2 separate regions of the Triticum aestivum genome follow, and region 1 is linked to region 2. A link is a contact called in public Hi-C data. All regions are on one chromosome and are shown on one strand. Each heading gives the region's core, a stretch centred on a gene start, on an enhancer-like site or on the middle of the called end of the contact. The rest is flanking DNA. Distances are from core to core; before and after follow the strand shown. Region 1 has its middle 170 kb from the start of LOC123128376. Region 2 holds the start of LOC123128376 (transcription factor TCP14).

Region 1 (4,088 bases), core at 1,384-3,883, 170 kb after region 2:
TTAGGTTTATTCGAAGTTAATCTCATCCAACTTTGACCAAGTTTATATAAAAAATTATAGACATTCACATAACAACACCGATGTCATTAGATTCATCTTGAAATATATTTTCATATTACATTTATTAGCTATTATAAATGCTAATAATTTCTAATATAAATTTGGTCAAACTTAGCAAAGTTTGACTTTCGGCAAATCCAATGTGCAGAGTAAAAAGGACTGGAGGGAGTACATGGTGAGGATCCTAGGATCATATGAGATTAAAGGAGAAGAGGCTAAAACCAAAAACTACAAAAAGCTATAGAAACTCCAACAGCGTTACCCTATGCCAGTGGGTGGTTCAGCAAAGGGGAGTTCAAGGCATTTTGCACCTTCCTGCCTGTCTCCATAGCTCTAGTTTTGGCCCGAATTGCAGCAACCACTTCCTCTACTTTGGCAATCTTTCCTCTGAAAATGCACTGATTCCTCTCGAGCCAAAGTTCCCACAGTGCAATCATAATCAGCGGTTTGGTTCCTTTCTTGGCTAGTTCTCTTGTCCCAGAGATCATTTTCTCCGCTATTTTTATGGATTTGTCTAGATCCTTCCAATTGTTCGGGTGTATCGCTTGACAAGCTGACCAGGTGGCAATCTCAGACCAAATTGTCCTGGCAAAGTTACAGTGCCAGAAGAGGTGCACCGATGATTCAAGGTGCCTTAAACAGACTTGGCAGAAATAATTATTTTGCCATCCACGCCACTGCAATCTATCATTGCACCATAGCCTGTCCAAATAAAGAAGCCAGATGAAAATCTTCTGTTTGCCTGGAACCCAAGTTTCCCAGAACACTTGCTTGAAAGGAGTCTTGCAAAATCCGTTGAACTGAGCTTGATAGGCCGAAGTAGCAGAGAACTGCCCGCTTGCCTCAAGGTTCCATCCGATAGATAATGGACTTGGTATTTTTGTTGCATGACGAGTCAATCCAATCAGATGGTCCCTTCTGCTTCACACATGTATTGCCTTTCTTTTCAAAATATGTTGCTACAACTTTCCCACCTTTTGTCAGATGGTCCAGAGGCGGAGGTTTTTGCTGGGCCGCTGGGTTTTTTTAATTCGGGACACAATATTTGTACACCTGCCCTCTCGAGCTGTGGCCATCCTTACATGAAAGCGTCCTCTTAGCTAGCCGCCCACAGCATCGCCGTAGCACGTCCTATCGACCACCCCGGCCGGCCAGTACCTACGTGTGTGTCCATGCACAACCCATCGAGCGATCGGATTGACTCGACCGAGCAGCTGTACAGAATAACAGAAACACGGGGCCTGGGTACGTAGTAGCGCCATGCATGCATCGACGTCACAGGGGCAGACGAGGATGAGACCGGTGCAGTGAGCGGCGGTAAAGTGGCTATAGATAGATAGATAGATTGACGTGGGGCGGGGGGCAGCCCACAGAAGGGCGATAAAGACGTGACGAGAGGGACGCGTCGCCACCCACGGACGAGCGAGCACCTCGACAGGCCGATGGGATCCCGCGATCGCACGCCGAGAACCCTTGGCGCCCAGCGCAGGTGGCGCCCCCGCCCCGAGCTTTTCGCTCCGCCGGTGCGCCCTCCCACCACTGCAGGGGGCCGCCGGCCGTTGGTTGCGCGCCCCAGGTCGAGCCGATCCCCACACGCGGCGGCCCTAGCGGGGAGGTGCGTGTCTCCGGCCACACGGGCAGGCAGGCGCACGCGTTCCTCGCCCCTCCGCGCCCACCTGATTGGGGCCTTCACTTCAGTGCGCGGCCCGGTACCTCTGCGTCCCGTCCTGCGCGCCCTGCTCCGTACCCGGCAGCCCTGCCGGGCATCGGGTTTCCATCGGCACACGGCCGCTCAGCCTCTCTGTTGCCGCTCGTGCGTCGTCTGAGCGCACGATCAACTGCACTTCTGTGAACCGGCCGGTAGCATAGTATTTCCCCAAGGGTGACGCTAAACCGAGGTACTAGTATCTTCCTCCGCGCATTCTTATTAGCCCCGCCGTTGATCAGATCTACCCATACCCATATCCAACCCGACATAATACGAACGGAGTAGCTGGGCGAGTTATGGAGGAACAGTCGGAGTATTTCGCCGTAGAGACGCGCGCGGTAATCGTCCGTCGTGATGCCACTGGCGACCAAACAGGCGCATGTGGTGTTCACGTTTCATCTTAACTGCAGATGCAACCGCTGATCCACACGTACGAACAATGGCATGCATGGTACTACCTCTCTCAAGAAGAACCGCTAATTTAGCCCGGCGGCCACGACGACAATGCATGGTACGTACGTACGTACGAAAATGCCGTGTGTTCATCTCATTCAATACGCTCAGTTAAACTTTAAACATCATCTACTTCCTCCGTTCCGATAATGAAATTGGACGGCTTCTATCTACTCTTAAATTCTTCATAGTCCAAGTGGCCCGGTGCTTCTAGATCTAGGAAATCCATGTCCTTTACGAGTGGTTCTTTCTTCTCCTTTCTCTGAGGTCACAACTCAGTTCAGCTGTGGTCTGTATCACTGGAGTACCTGATCGATACGGGGAGCTATTGATTGGCTCATGCTAGCTACTACAGTATACACCAGTCTAGTTGACCTTGCTTTGACTACAGTAGTGCTGTACTGTACGGCACAGCCACAGCGGGCGCTTGCAACTTGAGAATAATTTACTGGTCAGATGGCTGTACATGCATGTTGGCATGTTGCGACCGACGCGAATACTCCCTCTTTTTTCTAAATATCTGTCTTTCTACATATTTTAACAAGTGACCACATACGAAGCAATACGAATGAATCTACACTCTAAAATATGTTTATATATATGCATATGTGATGGTTCATTTAAAGGGAGTACCTAAAACTCATCTAGATGAGACGTAATTTGGTCTCATTCACCTGGAAAACAAGAACGGATACAACCCACGTCAGCACACACGCATCTTATAGCACCACATCCAATGGCTCTAAAAGGTGAATGAAACCAAATTAAATCTCATTTAGATGAGTTCTAGCAAAACTGTCATTTAAAATCTCTAAAAAGACTTATATTTAGAAACGAAGGGAGTACATGGGAGCATGGTACGTGGTATCGAGTGCATCAGTACTGACGCGTGACTTTGTAAGCTTTCGACAGTAGGCGACTATGCCCATCGAGTCGCAATAATGCAGCAGCTAGCTACTACCTATAGCAAAGTATGCGCGCGCTCCGGCGAAAATGGGAGGGAAACCTCTGACGACGGAGGGAGATGCCAGCTAATTTGGCTGGACGACGCCATGTGTTGGTGCTTGTGCTTATCAATTCAGAGGCCCCATGTGTCCGTGTAGATATGTTGTGGACATGATCCTGTGGGTTCTGGGTTGCAGTTGCACTGGGCACACACACATGCATGCAACGGACGGTCAGGCTCATAGCCATCGGCCAGCAAGGAGAAAACAAACTTGGGATTGGCTTTTGAAATGGGGCCCAAGAATGGCACTCCATGGCCGGATCAGCTCCTTGATGTTTCAACTTTCATGCCTATCCTCTAATCTGTATGTACGTGTTTATACCCCGGAATTCAAATCTTTCATGATCATCTCGGTTGTTCTTGGTCCTACTTTACCAGAACCATGTCATGATTTCATGCAGAAGGAATCAAAATATAAACAACGCCAAAGTCTTTCGCGACCAACGCCTGGCCTTAACATTGCCGAAGTAGTCCTGCTGCGGAGATGGCGTTGCTCGTATATTATTTGTAGATCGCATCACCAGCTTTAGAAAGAATAGAAAATGAGGCTTTTCCATTACAGAGGGAAGTCAATTTGACTGCTGCTCGAGAACCTGTTTGCCGAGGAAAGGTTAGAGGTATTCACTACGCTCTAGATTACCTTTTCGTGCCTTCTTGTTCCTGTGAGAGCGAACTAGGTTTATAGTGCTATTCCTTCTCGAGCTTCTATTTCTTTGCTTAAGGGAGATCTTAAAAATCCCGGGTGCCATGCTTCGTTGCCTTGCCCTAGTGAGCCGCATGTGGCCTTGACCCCTACTCATCCAAGCGGGCGAAGTAAACCCAATGTCTCGGACAATTTGCCGAATGTCAACTAAAATGAAT
Region 2 (4,221 bases), core at 1,353-3,852:
GGAAAGAAATATAAGATTGTTTAGATCACTATATAACGATTGTATATTTCTTTTCAGAGGAAGTACATTATAAAAACCGTATTGTTGGATTCGTATTCAAAATAAGTTTTCGAGCATTCAAATGACACTAATTTTGTGGTCAAATGTTATATTTTTCTAGTTAAAACTAAGGTCAAAGCTCGACAAAAATATTGGGGGGACAGACAAATAAAGCCGGACGGAGAAAGTGCCCGCCAAAGAATTTTATTTGCGGTGGATCAGGCATGATCATAAGTTGGATACCATGGGAGAAAGAAAAAGGACGTTGGCGGATCAATAACCCTAGCTAGCTAGCTGGTTGATCAAGAAAGAACAAATCGATTATAAGGAGCACAAGCAGCATGCAAAATGGAATAAATGGCCCTGCATGGTGTAAAATAACTTGAAAGCTAGGACTAACAAAGCTTGGTGGCAAACAACAAAAATGAACCATCGATCGATCACGGCAGGTGACGAATGCCATGCCTGATGAAAATCTCTTCCGCTCGCATTTGATCAAACCCTAATGCTAAAAGAACAAAAATAAACAATCTCTCTTGCTGCTGCTGCTGCTGCTGTGTTTCCGTCCTCTTCTCCAATGGCACACCTCGCTCTTCCACTCACAAGCACAAACGTACGTGCGCTAAGTATGACGATGATGATCTAAATGCCATGGGATCGCAGCCGAGTGTAATCCTTGCGAGTTGTCTAATGTCTAGGAGTGGAGGAAGGAAACCACAAAAGGAAAAAGAAATCAAAGACAAAGAACAGATCAAAGCCACACCAGAGACCAATGCATGCGATGCGATGCGATCCTCGGAGGCCCGCCCGGCCTACGACTCGCTGGTGCTCATGCTCTCATGCCGCTCGCCGCCGCCGCCACCACCTCCGTGTTGCTGCTGGCTAGACGATCCTCCTCCACCGCCGCCTCCTTGGCCCGCCGCTGCTTCCGCCGCCTGTGTCCGGTACGCGTTCAGCGCGGCGAGGATCCCCATCTGCCCCTCACTCCCGCCTGCGCCACCGCCGCTGCCTCCCACTGGGCCGAGCCCCAGCTGCTGGCCGGGTAGCAGCGCCATCGGTGTAGGGAAGTTCATGAAATGTAGCCCGCTTGGCACGCTCCCACGATACACGGCAGCCGCGGCGCCGGCGCTGCCCACCTGCGGGAAAGTCCAGATCGACTCACCACTTCCTCCTCCACCGCCGCCGTTGCCGCCGCCGGAAGGCGCCCCGCTGCCCTGCGAGTAGTTGCTTGGCACCATCCAGACGGTGCCCGGCATTTGGCTCTGCGTGTACCCCGCCATCTGCTGCTGGTACTGTTGCTGCTGCTGCTGCTGCTGATGTTGTTGTTGCTGCTGCTGCTGCATTTCTTGCTCCCATCGCCGCTTCCTCGAAAGGTCGGCGGCTGCGGCAGCGGCAGCGGCTGACGGCGATGGCTGCACGTCAAGACCGACGCTACCCGAGTGGAAGTTGAGCAACAGCGGCGACGGCGTCGACGAAGACGAGGCGGGGCCTTCGGGCGGGTACCCGAGTCCGACAACCCGGTCCCACGCGTCGGCACGGGAGCCGAACCTTACGCCGGGGCTCGGCAAGGCCCCGCGGAGGTGGGCCGGGATGGAGAGCGAGGAGCCAGATGAGCGGAGGGAGATGTTGAGGGAGGTGAAGTTGGCCGGGATGGTGCCGGTGCCGGTGGCCGCGATCACCGCCGGCTCCGCCTGCTGCAGCAGCCACTCGATGGTCTCGCCGTCCGTCTTGTGCCCCAGCTCCCGGGTCAGCTGGAACACCCTCGCAGCGCACAGCGCCGGCATCCGGATGCGCCGTCCCCGGCCCTCCACCTTGGTGTGCCGGTCCTTGGTCGACGTCCGCTTGGGCACCGCCTTCCGCACCTGCATCTCCCCTCCGGCGGCACCGCCAGCGGCTGCTCCATTCCCGCCGCCCCCCGAGGTGCCCCCCGCAGCCGAGCTGGAGCACGGTTGCTCCTCCTTCTTCTCGAGGAGCTGCAAGGGGAAGTTGGGCCTCCGGCCGCCTCCGGCGTCTCCGGCGATGTCCATGGTCAATTAGGCCATGTTATATACACACACAACCATCTCTGCGTGTATATGCTTTGGCCGGGTAAACGGGTGGTTGTTTGCAGGAGAGGGGAACGGATTTGATGCCGCCGACCGCTTCTTGTGGGTCTAGCTCGAGATTCGTTAGGTGTGATGGAGACGACGGTAGAGAGAGAGAGAGAGAGTCCAGGAGCTAAGCTATGAGGTAAAGATTATAGGTTTGGAAGGAATCCTTCCTCATATGATACGATGAGAGAGGGGGGGGGGGGGGGGGGGGGGGGGTTGTGTGCGTGTGGGAGATCACACACACTATTTTATGGTCTTCTGGTAAGGTTCATCTGCGATCTGGGAGAAGGGAGAAGCATGAGCAGATGGCCCTAGCTAGAAGCTAGGAGAAGGAGAGAGAGAGAGAGAGAGAGACAGAGAGGGGGAGGAAGAAGATGGTGTACTTTGTAGGGCTTGGAGGAGAGAGATGGATGAATTAAATGGTTTCTTGATGTAGAGAGAGAGAGAGAGAGAGAGAGAGAGAGAGAGAGAGAGAGAGAGGAGCTCGAGTGACAGAGACTGTGGTCGTGTACATGGAGCGGGGGAGACGGCCGGGCAGCGAAGGGAGGAGGAGGAGGAGGATAAGGCAGGCGGAGGAGAATTATTAGGCTCACCTAGCCAGCCATGGCGTGGCTCTCTCCGTGCTGGCTAGCTAATCCATGCACAGTGCGGATCAGTACTGTGGCAGAACGTAACGTGATATGTCCTCCCGATGCTAACCAGCGAATATCCCATTTAATCGGCAAAAAACGCCACAGCACTATTGCCACTGTGCACGCTAGCTAGGGATTAACCCAAACGAGGCCTAGTAGTTAGCTGAGCTACGTGGTGTGATGGAAAGCAACGGCTCCTTTGTGGATTGGCCGCTTTTGAGAGAGAGAACCCTATCTGTTTTTTTTTCCTTCTTCTTTTCTTCTGCCTTTTGCTGTTTGAAATGTGTTTCTTTTTTTTTTCCTCTGCCACTGCCTCTGCGGCTCTCGCTTTGTTTATTTGTTTTTCTAAAAGGAAAAATCTTTAGACTGTGGCGAGGCAGTCACTTGGCTCAGACGCCACGTGCGCTGTTCTTTATCATTCGTTCAATCCCCGCCCCGAAGACTGCCGCTGCCCACTGCTCTCTGCAAGTCAAAATACGCACGGAAAAATGTATGGCAAAGGGGCTTTTTTTTCTTCTTTTTTTTCTGGTCATCAAAAGCTTCTTCGTTTCCAACTAGCCTCAATGCATGCACCTCTGTTTTCTGGAGTATTCAGTTATTATTTATTTTTGCATGTTTCAGTTTACTTTTTTGCACTATCTTTCAGGTGGTAGCACTCAAATCATGTAATAGCTATTTTTGATAAAGGGAAAAGCACTCATGCAGGACAGGAGCATAACTTATATCTGGCTTGATGCACCATTCATTATTTTTGTTCTTCAAAATAAAGATTATATCGGTGAATTATGAGAGAACAGCAAAGAAACAGGTGATAAAGTAGGGCCAGCTCAACCAGTAATCATTCCGTCGCCTTTCCTATTAGGCTTTGCCCCCTCCTTTGTTTGCCAGCCTTGGTGCCCTAATTTCTTGTGCTATGGACCTGGTGCATACGATACGAGTATCCAGCACAGACTCCTCTTCCACCCGTATGCTTGGACTAGGAACACTGTGAATGGCAAAGAGAAAGGGACTCATTGTCTTTACACTCTGCAAAAGCTTTGGCTCTGAGTTTCGTGTAACTGTATATAGAATCTGGATCTCAAAAGAACAATTAACTAAGCTTTCATGACCAGCGTCGTGGCAGGTGTAGAATAATTAAGCACCATTTCAATACTAGTACTACGTATGTGGTTGAAAATGTAGCAGCTCAGAGTCAAAATAGTCAAACCTTGTGTTTCTATATTTAAACGAGCGCAAACCTGTTACCAATGAACACATAAAATAAGTGGATTATATGGGGATACTAATTATAACCGTGTATTTTTATCTATCTATTTATTCCTTGTTGGTTAGGGCAGATTCAGGCATCTCTCTGATCAAGCTCCAGACAAAGAATATGTCACTCGATTAGTGCAATATACTTACCACCTTCAGAATATTTTTACCAGTTACCTCGTGGGCCCATAATGGTTCCAAGAGCA

Evidence for each region. Hi-C and Micro-C count contacts between places; a contact is called where the count stands out from the background.
Region 1: a Hi-C map of an unstated tissue shows a contact between it and region 2, with 7 times the contacts expected there. The contact joins the enhancer-like site here to the promoter of LOC123128376 in region 2. A contact is called at or near these places in 5 of 5 Hi-C or Micro-C datasets (leaf, root and an unstated tissue) and 1 of 1 datasets of contacts at active chromatin or transcription factors (leaf).

What each region holds. Positions count from the first base shown.
Region 1 is chr6A:542,770,993-542,775,080 of IWGSC CS RefSeq v2.1, forward strand. No RefSeq gene overlaps it. Among protein-coding and RNA genes, the nearest start is that of LOC123128376, 170 kb to the left of the region's middle. Within about 2 kb of position 2,634, at least 4 of the 8 cell types and tissues checked have an H3K27ac peak or open chromatin away from gene starts, as enhancers often do.
Region 2 is chr6A:542,603,092-542,607,312 of IWGSC CS RefSeq v2.1, forward strand. LOC123128376 (transcription factor TCP14) reads right to left here and starts at 2,603. Exons shown (of 1, transcript XM_044548359.1): 1 at 382-2,603. The coding sequence starts at 2,066. The coding sequence ends at 852.